Regions from separate parts of the Sus scrofa genome. Here regions 2 and 3 are each linked to region 1. The links are chromatin contacts, called in public HiChIP or PLAC-seq and promoter capture Hi-C maps. All regions are on one chromosome and are shown on one strand. The core of a region is the stretch at or near the end of the contact, and the rest is flanking DNA. Distances in the headings are between cores, read along the strand shown.

The links. Promoter capture Hi-C pulls out the DNA fragments that hold promoters and counts their contacts. HiChIP or PLAC-seq counts read pairs in DNA pulled down with a chosen protein or histone mark.
Region 2: a contact with region 1 is called in a promoter capture Hi-C map of fetal liver, with 2.1 times the contacts expected there. The contact joins the promoter of KLHL17 here to the promoter of UBE2J2 in region 1. A contact is called at or near these places in 1 of 5 promoter capture datasets (fetal liver) and 1 of 2 datasets of contacts at active chromatin or transcription factors (alveolar macrophages).
Region 3: an H3K27ac HiChIP or PLAC-seq map of alveolar macrophages shows a contact between it and region 1. The contact joins the promoter of PERM1 here to the promoter of UBE2J2 in region 1. A contact is called at or near these places in 2 of 47 Hi-C or Micro-C datasets (embryonic fibroblasts and heart right ventricle) and 2 of 2 datasets of contacts at active chromatin or transcription factors (alveolar macrophages and skeletal muscle).

Annotation. Positions count from the first base shown.
Region 1 is chr6:63,565,938-63,569,679 of Sscrofa11.1, reverse strand. It overlaps UBE2J2 (ubiquitin-conjugating enzyme E2 J2), which reads left to right and starts at 1,600. Exons shown (of 7, transcript XM_003127491.4): 1 at 1,600-1,817. SCNN1D (amiloride-sensitive sodium channel subunit delta) reads right to left here and starts at 1,509. Exons shown (of 14, transcript XM_021097433.1): 1 at 499-1,509.
Region 2 is chr6:63,319,116-63,322,857 of Sscrofa11.1, reverse strand. It overlaps KLHL17 (kelch-like protein 17), which reads right to left and starts at 1,960. Exons shown (of 11, transcript XM_021095168.1): 1 at 1,029-1,960; 2 at 448-742. The coding sequence starts at 1,148. It overlaps NOC2L (nucleolar complex protein 2 homolog), which reads left to right and starts at 2,059. Exons shown (of 19, transcript XM_021095173.1): 1 at 2,059-2,169; 2 at 2,285-2,437. The coding sequence starts at 2,144.
Region 3 is chr6:63,339,713-63,343,454 of Sscrofa11.1, reverse strand. It overlaps PERM1 (PGC-1 and ERR-induced regulator in muscle protein 1), which reads left to right and starts at 1,925. Exons shown (of 4, transcript XM_021095161.1): 1 at 1,925-3,742. The coding sequence starts at 2,966.

The DNA.
Region 1 (3,742 bases), core at 351-2,850:
GAGGAGTCTCCTGGGTGCCGTGGCAGAGCCTCCCCCATCGCCCAGGTGCTGACTGCAGGGTCAGGCAGGGACTCTGGTCACCACAGAGGCGGCGTCTGCAGGTACCGGCCAGCTGGGGTGGGGAGAGTGTGTGATGTGGCATGTGTGGGGTTTGGGGCCGGTCTGCATCTCCCTCACACCTGTGCTCCAACACCCTGATGCCTCAGGGCGGCCTCCTCCACATAACTTTCCAAGAGCTAAAAGCAGCGGGGCCATCCGGTGGCGTGGGGATAGCAGGGCCTGGAGGAGGCGGGGGAAGGCCAGATTCCCACGGGCGGACTCGCCTGGTCCTGGACGGCCGGACCATGGGCACCCCTTCCGGGATCCGCCCAGGGCCTGGGGCCAGCTCTGCGGTGGCCGTTCAGATCCCACCTGAGGGTGCCTGGGTGGGCAGACTTGAGGTGAGCGTGGCTGCTCCCCGTGGCTGCATCCACTGGTGCTAGGAATGTGGTCGGTTACCTCATTGCCTGAGAGGCAGTCCGGGCCGTGGTCAAGGGTGAGAACTTGCAGGTCTCTGCTCTCCTGCCCAGAGCCACGAGCTCCGCCCAGCCACGGTCTTCCAGATCTGTCGCGACCGAGGACCAGCCTGACAGCGTAGCAGCCTGTGCGGGAGCATCCGAGCCCCACTCACAGGAAGGGCAGGGGTAGTGTGCTGGCCTGCCCACTGACCAGCCCTCCCTCGGTCCAGGCCCCCACCTGCCTGCCACCTTCAGGTGCCTGCAAATACTCTTGGAGGCAGATGAGCAGCTCCAGGCCCTGCAGGAGGGCTCTCTCTATGTTGACGCTGTCCGGGGAACTTTGGCCTGGGCTCCCTGGGCCTCCCGGGGCCGCCCCACCTCCCTGCTCTGCCTCCCCTCCCCCAGGGCCAGGGAGGGGACCGTGGGAGCGGAGAGTTAGTCTCAGTGCAGTGTCCACTGGTGCATAATGACCCTATTCATGGGCCGTGTGGAAAATTCAGTTGGGAAACAGTGCAACTATTTTTACGAGGACAGTTCTCCCCGTGAGCAGAGGACCCCACCTGGCACAGGTTCTGGTGGGGCTCCCGGTCACTGTGGCCACACAAGGCCACCCAGGATTTGATTCTCAGGGCCCCCGGGGGTTCAGTCACGGGGGCCCAGCGACGCAGGGTGCCTCCCGTGCTCTCCTGTTAAGTGGGCACGATCCTTTGGCAGGGGGCCTTTGGGAGGGTCGGGGTCCCGGGGGAACTCTGGCGGGGCTCACGCTGGCACCGCGAGGCGGGGGGTCACCCTTTAACAGGGCCTGTCTTCCCGTAGAAGGCCGGGGGTCGTAAGGGGGGAACATGCGGGGTGGAAGGTACGGGGCTCTGCGGCCGCTGATTCTCCCCGGGGCCGCAGTGGCCCAGGGACGAACCGGCGATCTGCGGCCAACAGACCGGACCCGCCCGGCGTTCGGGCCCCGCCCCGCGGGGCTGCCCACCAGTGCGCACGCGTCGACTGCTTCCACCTCCCCGGGCGGGAGGCGGCAGCGAGAGGCCGGCTACTTCCGCCCAACCGCCTAGAGCGGCCGCCCCGGCAAACCGCGCCCCGGAACCGGAAGCGATTATGGTCCCGCCCCGCTAGTGGCCATCTTGGAAGCTAAGGCGGCGGCGGCGGCGGCGGCGGCGGCGGCGGCGGCGGCGGCGGCGGCGGCGGTCGGGTGGGCCCAGTCCCGGCGCGGTGCGGCTCTGCGGCACGGGCCCCGCTCTCCCGCTCCCTGCTCCGGCCTCGACCACGGCGAGCCTGAGCGCGGCGGCGGCCCACGCGCGGCGACGGGGAGAGGTGAGCGCGCGCCGCGGGCCTGCGCCGGAGCCTCGGCCGCGAGTCCGCCCCGCTGGAGCCGGCCAGGGTGGCGGGCGGCGGGCACGGGGTCTCCGCACAGCCCGACCCCGCTCCGTCTGTGCTCGCGGGGCCCGGCCTGGAGCTTCCATGCGCGGAACGCTAGGTCGGTTACGGTGGGGCGCCCGGGGCTCCGGGCCGGGTCGTCCTCCTGCCAGCTTGGGGATTCTGGTGGTCCCACGGCTGGTGTCCCACGGAAAGGCCTCCTGCCAGTGGCACACTTGCGGGCGCCGCCGGGACGAGCCGGCGTAGGGCTTGCTTTGTAAACATGTCCTGGGAGTCCGCGTTGACGAGGGCTGGTTGCTGTTGAGGCCGTCGACACTTCACACCTGAGCAGCTTTTTGAGTCCCAGCAGGAAGGCGCGAGCCTGCTTATTCCCCTTGGAACGGTAACCAATTGAAAAGCCAGGCGGCCGGAGTGGGACGCCGCAGTCGGGGGGCTCTGTTGCCGGCCGGCTAGTGTGGGCCCCGGGCAGGTTCTTCCCCTATGCCCGCCTGCTCTCCTTAGCTGCCCGTTGCCAGCACGGTCTCGAGAGCTCTGGCCAGTGTAAGCTTCTGGTCCCCTGTCCTGCTAGTAACACTTAGCTGACGTGTGTCCAGTTGAAATCCATTCCCAACCCCTTGTCGCGCCTGCCCCCGCTCCCCACCCCCAGGCGCCAAACAGTTAAGGAGAGGAGAGCCTGCTCCTGGTGGGAGGGGAGGTGGTCAGTGGGTAAGAACCCTCCGCGCGGTGGCTCTGGGCCCTGTTCTTTCCAGCTGAGTGACCTTCGGTGCTTGGATCTAGTTTTGGCAGAAGGGAACTTGAGAGTCCTGCTTAATTGAAAAGTCCAGTGTGTCTGCAGGCACAGTTGGACCCTGTGCCTACAACTTGGAGTCAGTAATCCTCCCTCAGCCCCCAGCCTCCATCTGGCTGTGAAACAGTCCCGGTGGGGAAGGGAAAGTCCTGGGCACGGGTGTGTCGCGTGCCCGTCCGTCGGTCAGGCCAAGGTCTCTGTCACAGCATCACTGAGTGCTCGGACCCCGGGCGGGAGCGATGCTAGGCCGCCGGCGGCGCCCTGTTTCCACTTGCTGCCCACGGGACTCTGTCACCTGCGGGCGTAGGCTTCGGTTGCTCTCCTTCAGCGTCTCTGCGCTAAAGTTTTGTTTGCCTCTGTTTTGTTTCGTCTGATGTTTTTTTTTCTGTGTCTGCACCCCGTTTCCTTCTGTGAATTACACCTTCTGTGTCTTTGTGTGGGGACTTGTCTTGAAGGGAGCTTGAGCCCCAGCTCATGTCCCGTGGAGGTGCTCTGGCTTCTGTAGGTGGGGAAAACTGGAAGAAACGGTCACACCTGAAGTCCCCTGGAGGGGCTGCGATGAGGCACAAGAAGGGTCATTAGAAGCCCTTTTAGCGGACTGAGGAGGTGTGTGAGAGGTAGGATCTTCAAGGTTGCGCACCTGAGAGCAAGAGTGAGCGGGAAGTCCGCGTGTGAGCAGCTAGGCCGGGTCTGTTTTAGGAATCGGGGAGGCGGACCGCGAACCTTCCTGAGGAGCCTGCCTGGCCACTTACTCCAGGCCAAGCACAGTTGTATTCGAATCGCCCAGCGAACTGGTGTGTGTGGCAGGGCGTTAACTTTGGGGTGAACGGTTAAAGGAAACAGCCCCTTAGAGTTCTTTGAAGGCACCCTGGGTTGGGTGGTGGTTCTGCTTTCAGATCGTGGCCGTGTTTGTTCCTAGATGTCGCCCCAGGCGAACCACTGGGCCCTTTGGCTCCTTGGGCTGGAGCTTGGGTCAGTGCTCTGCGGACCCTCCCCTTCCCAGGCGGACCTGTCGCTCCTGCTGTGGGCACACCAGCTGGGTCGCAGGGAGACCAGTGAGGGACAGAATGTGGCA
Region 2 (3,742 bases), core at 711-3,210, 250 kb after region 1:
CCTAGGCCCTCCTTAGGGTAGGCTCTCTGTCCATCGCTGGCCACACTTCCCGTGCCCCCATTGGAGTCCGATGTCCTCGGCACGGGCTGGGCATACAGGACCCGCACGGGGTGAAACTGGTCCATACTGTCGAGTGTCTCTGAAGCGACTCCTACATCAACCAGCAGGTGTGACCTCTCTGGACTCCCACCCCCAGCATGCAGACAGGCCGCCCCAGCCTTTAAGCGGCGCAGCCAGATTCAAGGGCAGCAGGCGGGGACAGAGCAGCCACCTCGGGACACCCTGCCCCGCCCCAGCTGTGTGTGCCGATAACGGACGGGGGCTGGACCCTCCGCGGCCCGGCAGAGCCCGCAGGATGCAAAGCGCCAGGGTCGGCGCGCCCCTCCCTTCCTCCTCCTCCTCCTCGGCTCGGGCCAGTCACGGTCCTAAGCCCCCCGGCCCACTCACGCTGGCAGCTGCGGTGGCGGTGGCGGCGGCGGCGCCTCGGGCGCGGGCCCCGGACTGCTGTGCTCCGGACTTTGTGTCCTGCCAGCCGGGCGCTCGCTACGCGGCTGCATGGGTTCGGCCGCCGGCCCGCCGCGGATCCGCGGAGGACGCACGGAGGAGCGAATGTCGGGCGGCCGGAGGGCTGCTCGGCGGTGGCGGCCGGCTTCGCGTCCCTGGCTCCCGCCGCTTGCCCGCAGCCGCTGTTTCTCGGCGCCGCCCGCCCCGCCTCCTGCGCTCCCCCGCGGCTTCCCGGACACTGCATAGCGCAAGAATTCTCTCAGGTTTCCGTGCCCCGTCCGCCTCCTCCTCCAGGAAGCCCCCGGCGCCCCGCCCGCGTCCTATCTCCAAAAAGCCTCCCGGGTCTTCCGCCCGTCTCAACCCGTTGAAGAAGGCAGCCCCCTCACCCCGCCCCGCCCCGCACTCTCCTGGGCCCCGCATCTCTTAGACGCCGAATGGCTGGCTCCACGTGATGCCCCTGGGGCCTGAGCCAACCCGGGGCTGCATCTGCTCGCCTCTCTGTGACCCCACGCAGGCCTTTTTACCTGTCCGCCTTTGATCTGGACGCTGGCTGGGGAGCAGGATGGAAGTGGGACGCACGCCCTAGGGGCTGTGGGATTTCCTATCTTGGGATCTGACTGTCCCGGCTTGCATACTCCCTCCATTAGGCAGGTGGGGGGAGAAGAGGGCAAAGGCTGGCTTCCTCACCTCCTTCCTTCCCCATGGCAACCTTCCAGCTTCTGGGCCTTTGCACCTGCTGGCTGTTCCACAGACAAAGAGGAAAAGTAGCTGTCCCTACCCGGGCCGGTCTGGGGACTTAGGTAGGGGTGTTCCCAAGCGAATCTCCAGCGGAAGACTCGCTGGACTGAAGTATCAGGCACACTCTTTTAGGGAGATTTGGCTAAATTAGCTTCAACAACAGTGCTCGGATCTGTCTGCTCTCTTGCCCCCTCCTGCTCCCCCGGCGCAAGTGCTATGGGGCTGCTTAGGGAAATGGAAAAGGCTCTCACTGTTCTGACCCTCACCAGAATGTTATTTATCTTTAAGCAAACTGCCCATCGATAGCATCGCCATTTCTGTTTTCATTTGCTTTTCCTACTAGATTGTTCGCTTTAGATCATCGATTTGTAAGAGCTTTGTGTATAGGGTCCTCTCTGACGCATGTCTCCCACCACCATGCATTTTTTTCTGTGGAGCAATGACACCCTCACAGGCGCGGGTTCACGGAGCCCGCGGGGGCTGTGGGCAGGGCCGGGCGAGGGCCCGAGCCTTGCCTTCCCCTAGGTCGTTGTCGATATTGGTGCCTTTTTGGGAAAAGGTCTCAGATTTGTGAGCAGAAATCTGTGAGATTCCGCCCTACGCAGTCCTGCCGGGTGCTCGAGCTCTGCCGCCTGTCCTTCAGCGGAAGCGTTCGGGAGCCGCGACTGAACCCGGCCTGCGCCAGGAACGCGCATCCCGCGTGCCACCCTGGGAGCCCGGGCGCCGCCCGCTTCCCGAGAGGTGTGAACGCGCTCTCCCGCCTGGATGCTGCCGCAGCCGTTGTTGGAGAACCGTAAAGCCACCCGACGAGACGAGACTGGGCGGGGCCGGCCTCAGGAAGTGCGCACAGCGCAAGGCCTGCCGGGGCAGGAAGCGGGGCGCACGCTGCGGCCGGGCAGCGATGGCGGCGGCGCGGAGCCGCAAGCGGTGAGTCGAGGCCCTGCTCCCGCCTTTCTGGCGCCCCTTGCGCCTTTCCTGGGGTGGCGGGGCTGGGGCACACCGGGCTGGCGGGGAGTCATAACTCCGAGGGCATGGCCCGCAGGCGTCTGGCGGAGCTGACTGTGGATGAGTTCCTGGCCTCGGGCTTTGATTCCGAGTCCGAATCGGAGCCCGAAGGAGCCGCAGAAGGCGAGACGCTGGCGGCACGCGGAACCTCCCGGAGCGTAGATGAGCCAGATAGGAGTTCCTTGGCCAGGTGAGTGGAGCGTTCTCCACCGGACGTGTGTAAAGCAGAACCCCGTTAATCGTCCTGGCCCTCCCCACCACAAGGGTGCTGACCACTCCTGGGGCCTCAAGACTGAGACCTGAGGACCCGTGACCTCTCCCCCGGACCCTCCGGCTTGTTTATTCTTCGGACCGGTATTTACGGAGCGCCTCTTCTGTGCCAGGTCATTCAGGTCTTAGACGTTGGAGAATAGTACTCCTTTCTGGTCTTTGCGGTAAGAAAGCTTACTCGATTTTGGATGGCCCACGGTGTGTAGTGGGTTAGAAGAGGGAAGTGCTTGCGGTCAGGAAGGCAAAGCAGAAGGGGCTGGAGGCACAGGGAGCATATCTGGGAGCGCCTGCTGCAGTGTTAAGCGAAGTGGATAAGGCCATTCGAGGAGGTGATAATTGAGCGAAACCTGAGGGAGGGAACTGCCACAGTAGGAGAAGAATGTCCCACTGTTTCAGGGAGCAGGAACAGCAGAGGTCCTGAGGTGGGAGTGGACCTTACGCGCTGAGATGAGTGTGGTTGTGGCAGGAATGAAGGGGAAAGTAGCAGGAAGTGAATCTGGAGAGGTGGTGATGGGGCTGGATCTTGTAGATCATTTGTATGACATCCTAGTACGGTGGGAAGTTATCTCAGGGGTTTGGTGAAGTAATGTCACGTAGCTCGTAACATGAAGGGTCTCTTGGGTTGCTGTGCTGAGAGGAGGTTGTGAAGGAATTGAGAGATGGTGCTGGTTTGAGAGGAGCCATGAGTGGATTTGAAAGTATTGTATTGGAGTTCCCGTCATGGCTCAGTGGTTAACAACTCTGACTAGGAACCATGAGGTTGTGGTTTGATCCCTGGCCTTGCTCAGTGGGTTAAGGATCTGGCGTTGCCGTGAGTTGTTGTGTGGGTCGCAGATAAAGCTCGGATCCCGAGTTGCTGTGGCGTAGGCTGGCGGCGACAGCTCCAGTTAGACCCCTAGCCTGGGAACCTCCATGTACCACGGGTGCGGCCCCAAAAAACAAACACAAAACAAAGTATTGTATTGAGGAGAGCTCATGGCAGCTGGGTTCGAGAGACAGGGAGAGGTTTATCTTTGATCTGAGAACCTGGAAAGGGGGAGTTAGAGATAGCTTAGATAGAGCAGGGTGTGAGCAGAGCAAGTCTGGCTGAAACTGCAGGTTCGGGCATCCGTATGCATTGAGGGTGGGGAGAGAGAGAGATCTGCCGAAAGCTCTCTCTCTGGAAGTCCCTCTGCCTTGATTGTTGGGAGCGGCCATGGAGGAAGTCAACTAAGCCTCATGGGTT
Region 3 (3,742 bases), core at 676-3,175, 230 kb after region 1:
ATCCGGCGTTGCCATGAGCTGTGGTGTAGGTTTCGGAGGCGACTTGGATCCTGCGTTGCAGTGGCTCTGGCGTAGGCCAGCGGCTACAGCTCCGATTCGACCCCAAAAAGACCAAAAAAAAAAAAAAAAAAAAAATTGATCCAGCCTGAGTGAGGAAGCCTGCACAAAGCCCCGTGCTGGTGACCGTGTGACGGTGTGGAGTGAGACTCCTGCCTGGGTGGGGCATGGCCGCTCCTTGCCCTCCCCCAACACGCAGCTCTGCCCACCTCCCACTGGATGTTTGTCTGTACCCTTCATCATACCCTTTCATAATAAACTGGTGTTAGTAAATATTTCCCTGCATTCTTTGAGCTCCTCTAGCAAGTTAATTGAATCCAAGGGGCAGGGTGTCACGGGAGCCTCCAAGTCGGACGGAAGTTGTGGGTGACCTGGGGACCTGCTACTTGCAGTTGGCATCTGAGGTGGAGGGCGGTCTGTGGGGCTGAGGCCTTAACCTGTGGGATCCGACGCCATCTCCAGACTGTCAGAATTTATTAACCATAGAACACTTGGCTGGTGTCTCAGTGGCCCAGATGTCCCAGGTGGCTGAGGATGCCACCAACCTCCCTCTTCCTGTGTGACGCTGCCTCCTCCACACGAGGCCTCGGTCTTCATTGTCCCAGCCCCCCCCAAGTCTCGACTCTCCGACCCTCTTCAGATGCCGCCTTCTTTCCACTCTACGTCCTTTTACGATGTGTTGCTCTCAGAAATGCTCTTATTTACCTGCCAGTTTAGATGTTTGCTCCTCTGTCCCTTAGTGGGAGGCCAGAAGTGTGTGTGTCACCATGACCTGCCCGGCGGCGGGGGGCGGGGCAGATAGGCAGCACCAGCCCCAAGGGCAGGATGACTCGGAGCAGGGGCTTTGGGACCCAGCTCTGCCACTTACTAGCTGTGTGACTGTGCACAGATCACTCACCCTCTCTGTGCCTTACCAAGCTCAACAGTGAAAGAGGGTCTTTCTGGTGCCACTCTCAGTATGACGCATTTTAGAAAAGTGCTCAGGGGGCCAGGCAGGGTGGTGCCTGCAAGTGGCTGTTGTTCCGAGAGGCCGTGCCTCCTGCCCAGCTCCACATGGTGACCTGGGCGAGCAGCACCAGAACCCCGTTCCTGCTGGGCCTGATCGTGGAGCCTTGTTGGGAGACAGGCTGGCAGGAGTGACTAGCTCTCCCTTTGCCCTCCCCAGCCCTCTCCAGAGGCCAGCACCCATGGGTGCCCTCTGCAGAGAACCCTAAGGCCCTCATCTGTCTCCCAAGCCCCACCAGCAGGGCAGGGGCCAGACCAGGGAGGTACAAGCCCTGACCAGGCCAGCAGTGGCCTTGTCCCGATGACCTCGGAACATTCCAGGACTGGTCTTTTCCCAGCTCATCGCTCTGTTGTTCCCTCTGTTCCCCCCAGGTGTCAGGGTAAAGTCCTAAGATAGTCTTGGGGGCTGCTAGCAGGGGAGCTGGCATGAGAAGTGGGGGTCTGAGTTTTCACAGTGGGCGGGACCACTTTAAGAGGGAAGGGCAGGCTGTGGCCAAGATGGACTTAAGAGTGGCCTTCAGCTTGGGAAGGGGAGGTCCCTGCCGTCCTGACTGTGGTCAGCGCTCTCTGACTGGCATCTGTCCTGACCAGGAAGGTGTCCCTCATGTAGCTGGAAGCCCCTCAAATGCCATCTATTTGTGGCCTGGACCCTGATGCCTGGCAGCAGACATGTGACCGTGGGGCTGGGGTATTTTTGGCAATGGGGGTGGGGCCTGGATGGCGAGCCCAGCACCATGCCTTTCTGGAACAGGCTGCTCGGATGCCCAGCTCCACTGCCCCAGCTGGCTGTGGAGTCCCAGGTACGGTACTGTCAGCAGCCCCATTCCCACCCTAAGGGGTCCCTAAGGGGATAGCCCCTACAGAACCCCGGACAGAGAGGAGAACCAAGTACAGCGGGTCAGGAAGCCACTGTGCCCTGGACTCAAGGCATCTCTGCCTCAGGACTGGCCCAGCCAGAGCGACCTCCCACCCCCCTGGGTCCAGTGGCAGCTGACCAAATGCCAAAGGCAGCCCCTCCTAGGGAGCTGAAACGTTAGGGGCTCTCAGACAGCTAGGGTTGTCTCGGTTCACTGAGACGGGTGAAAGGGGGCTTCGCCAGCTGTGCAGGTCTGGGTCAGGGCCTAGAGCCTGAGGATGGGCCCTAGGGGGGCTTGTTTCTGTTCTGGGACCTCCTGCCCAGGGAGGGGCAGAGCCAGGCTCTCCCTGATGACCCCTGAGTGGGCTCTGGCCAGCGGTGGCATGACCTTGGTAAGCTCAGAGGAAGCCCAGCAGCCTTTCTCAGCCAAGGGTGCCGGAAGGTCATGGCCAAAGGCTGGTGAACTGTTGGACACCGTGGCCCCTCCCCCCATGGCCAGCAGCCACCTGGGGCATGTCGGGACAGTCCAGGGCTGACCGTCACCCAGGTGAACTGAACCCTGGTGGGTGGTCCTTAACTGGGCTTGGCTCTATAAAGTCAGCCTTGCTACCAGCAACTCAGGAGGAAAGCTGCAGGCTGGCCCGGCTGAGCAGAAAATGCACAAAGCTGTGGGGGAAGCTCCTCCTGGGGATGAAAACTCAAACAAGATGAACCCTATTTTTCAGTGAACTTCACTCACCCGAAAGCAGGACTGTAGCAACATGTCATTGTGACGTTATCGTTCGCGGTCACTCTGGGAACAGGGCAAGTGGCAGCTGCGGATATTCCAACTCCAGGAAGCAACCAGGTTTGAGGGCAGCACAGCGTCTCTCTGGACACCCCATTTGTTCTGCTCTCTTTGAGGACAGAGATGGAGTGCTGGCCCCTGAGCCAGGGAGGGGGAGCCCAACCCAGGGGGCAGGTGGGGTGGTGGCAGTGGTTGCTGGCCGGGGCCCTGGGCCTGTGAAGACCCTACCCCTGTGGCCCATGTGCCTCTGTTGACCCGTGATGGAAAACTTCCAGTACAGTGTCCAGCTGAGTGACCAGGACTGGGCTGAATTTTCGGCCACTGCTGAAGAGTGTGGCCTCCTGCAGGCTGCCCTGGCCTCTGGGGATGAGCTCTTGTCCAGTGACACTGACCAAAGGGACAATAGTCCTCCAGGGCCCCCTCCTCTTCTTGAGGGGCAGTTGGCTCCCGGGGGGAGTTGCCAGCCTGGCTTTGAGGAGGAGGGCAAGGCAGCCACTTGGCAGCTGGTCAGCAGGTCTTGGCGCGAGCCTGTCCTGGCCCTGGAGGCTGGTCAGCAGACGCCTAGCACGTCCGCACGGTCAGATGCTCGGCTGTCCCTCAGCTCTGGGGCTGCCCTTTCTGTCCGGAGCTCGTCCCTCCCAGGGCCAGCGTCTTCCGGAGACGAGATGCAGAGGCTTCTGCAGGGGTCAGCCCCCCAGGGCCCTGCCCCTAGTCCCACTGGTGAGCCTCCTCAGAGCCCCGAGTCCCCTAGCCGCAGCGCTGCCCCCCAGAGGCCCCCTGGCAGCCCTGGAGCCCCACCACGCAGCCCCAGCCGAAAGAAGAGGCGCGCTGCAGGCACCAAGGCAGGTGGGCGCTCGGGTGCTCCAGGCTCTCTCACCCAGCTGGGTTCCGAGGTGCTCACTGAGGCCAGGCCTGAGGAGGGCCTCAGCCTGGCTGGGTCCAGGGGGAGGGCTCTCCCAGCTGGGGTGGCAAAGCAGATGGCAGGAGCCAGGCAGAACGAACTGGGGCCAGAGTCGGCAGGAGCCCCTGAGCGGGTG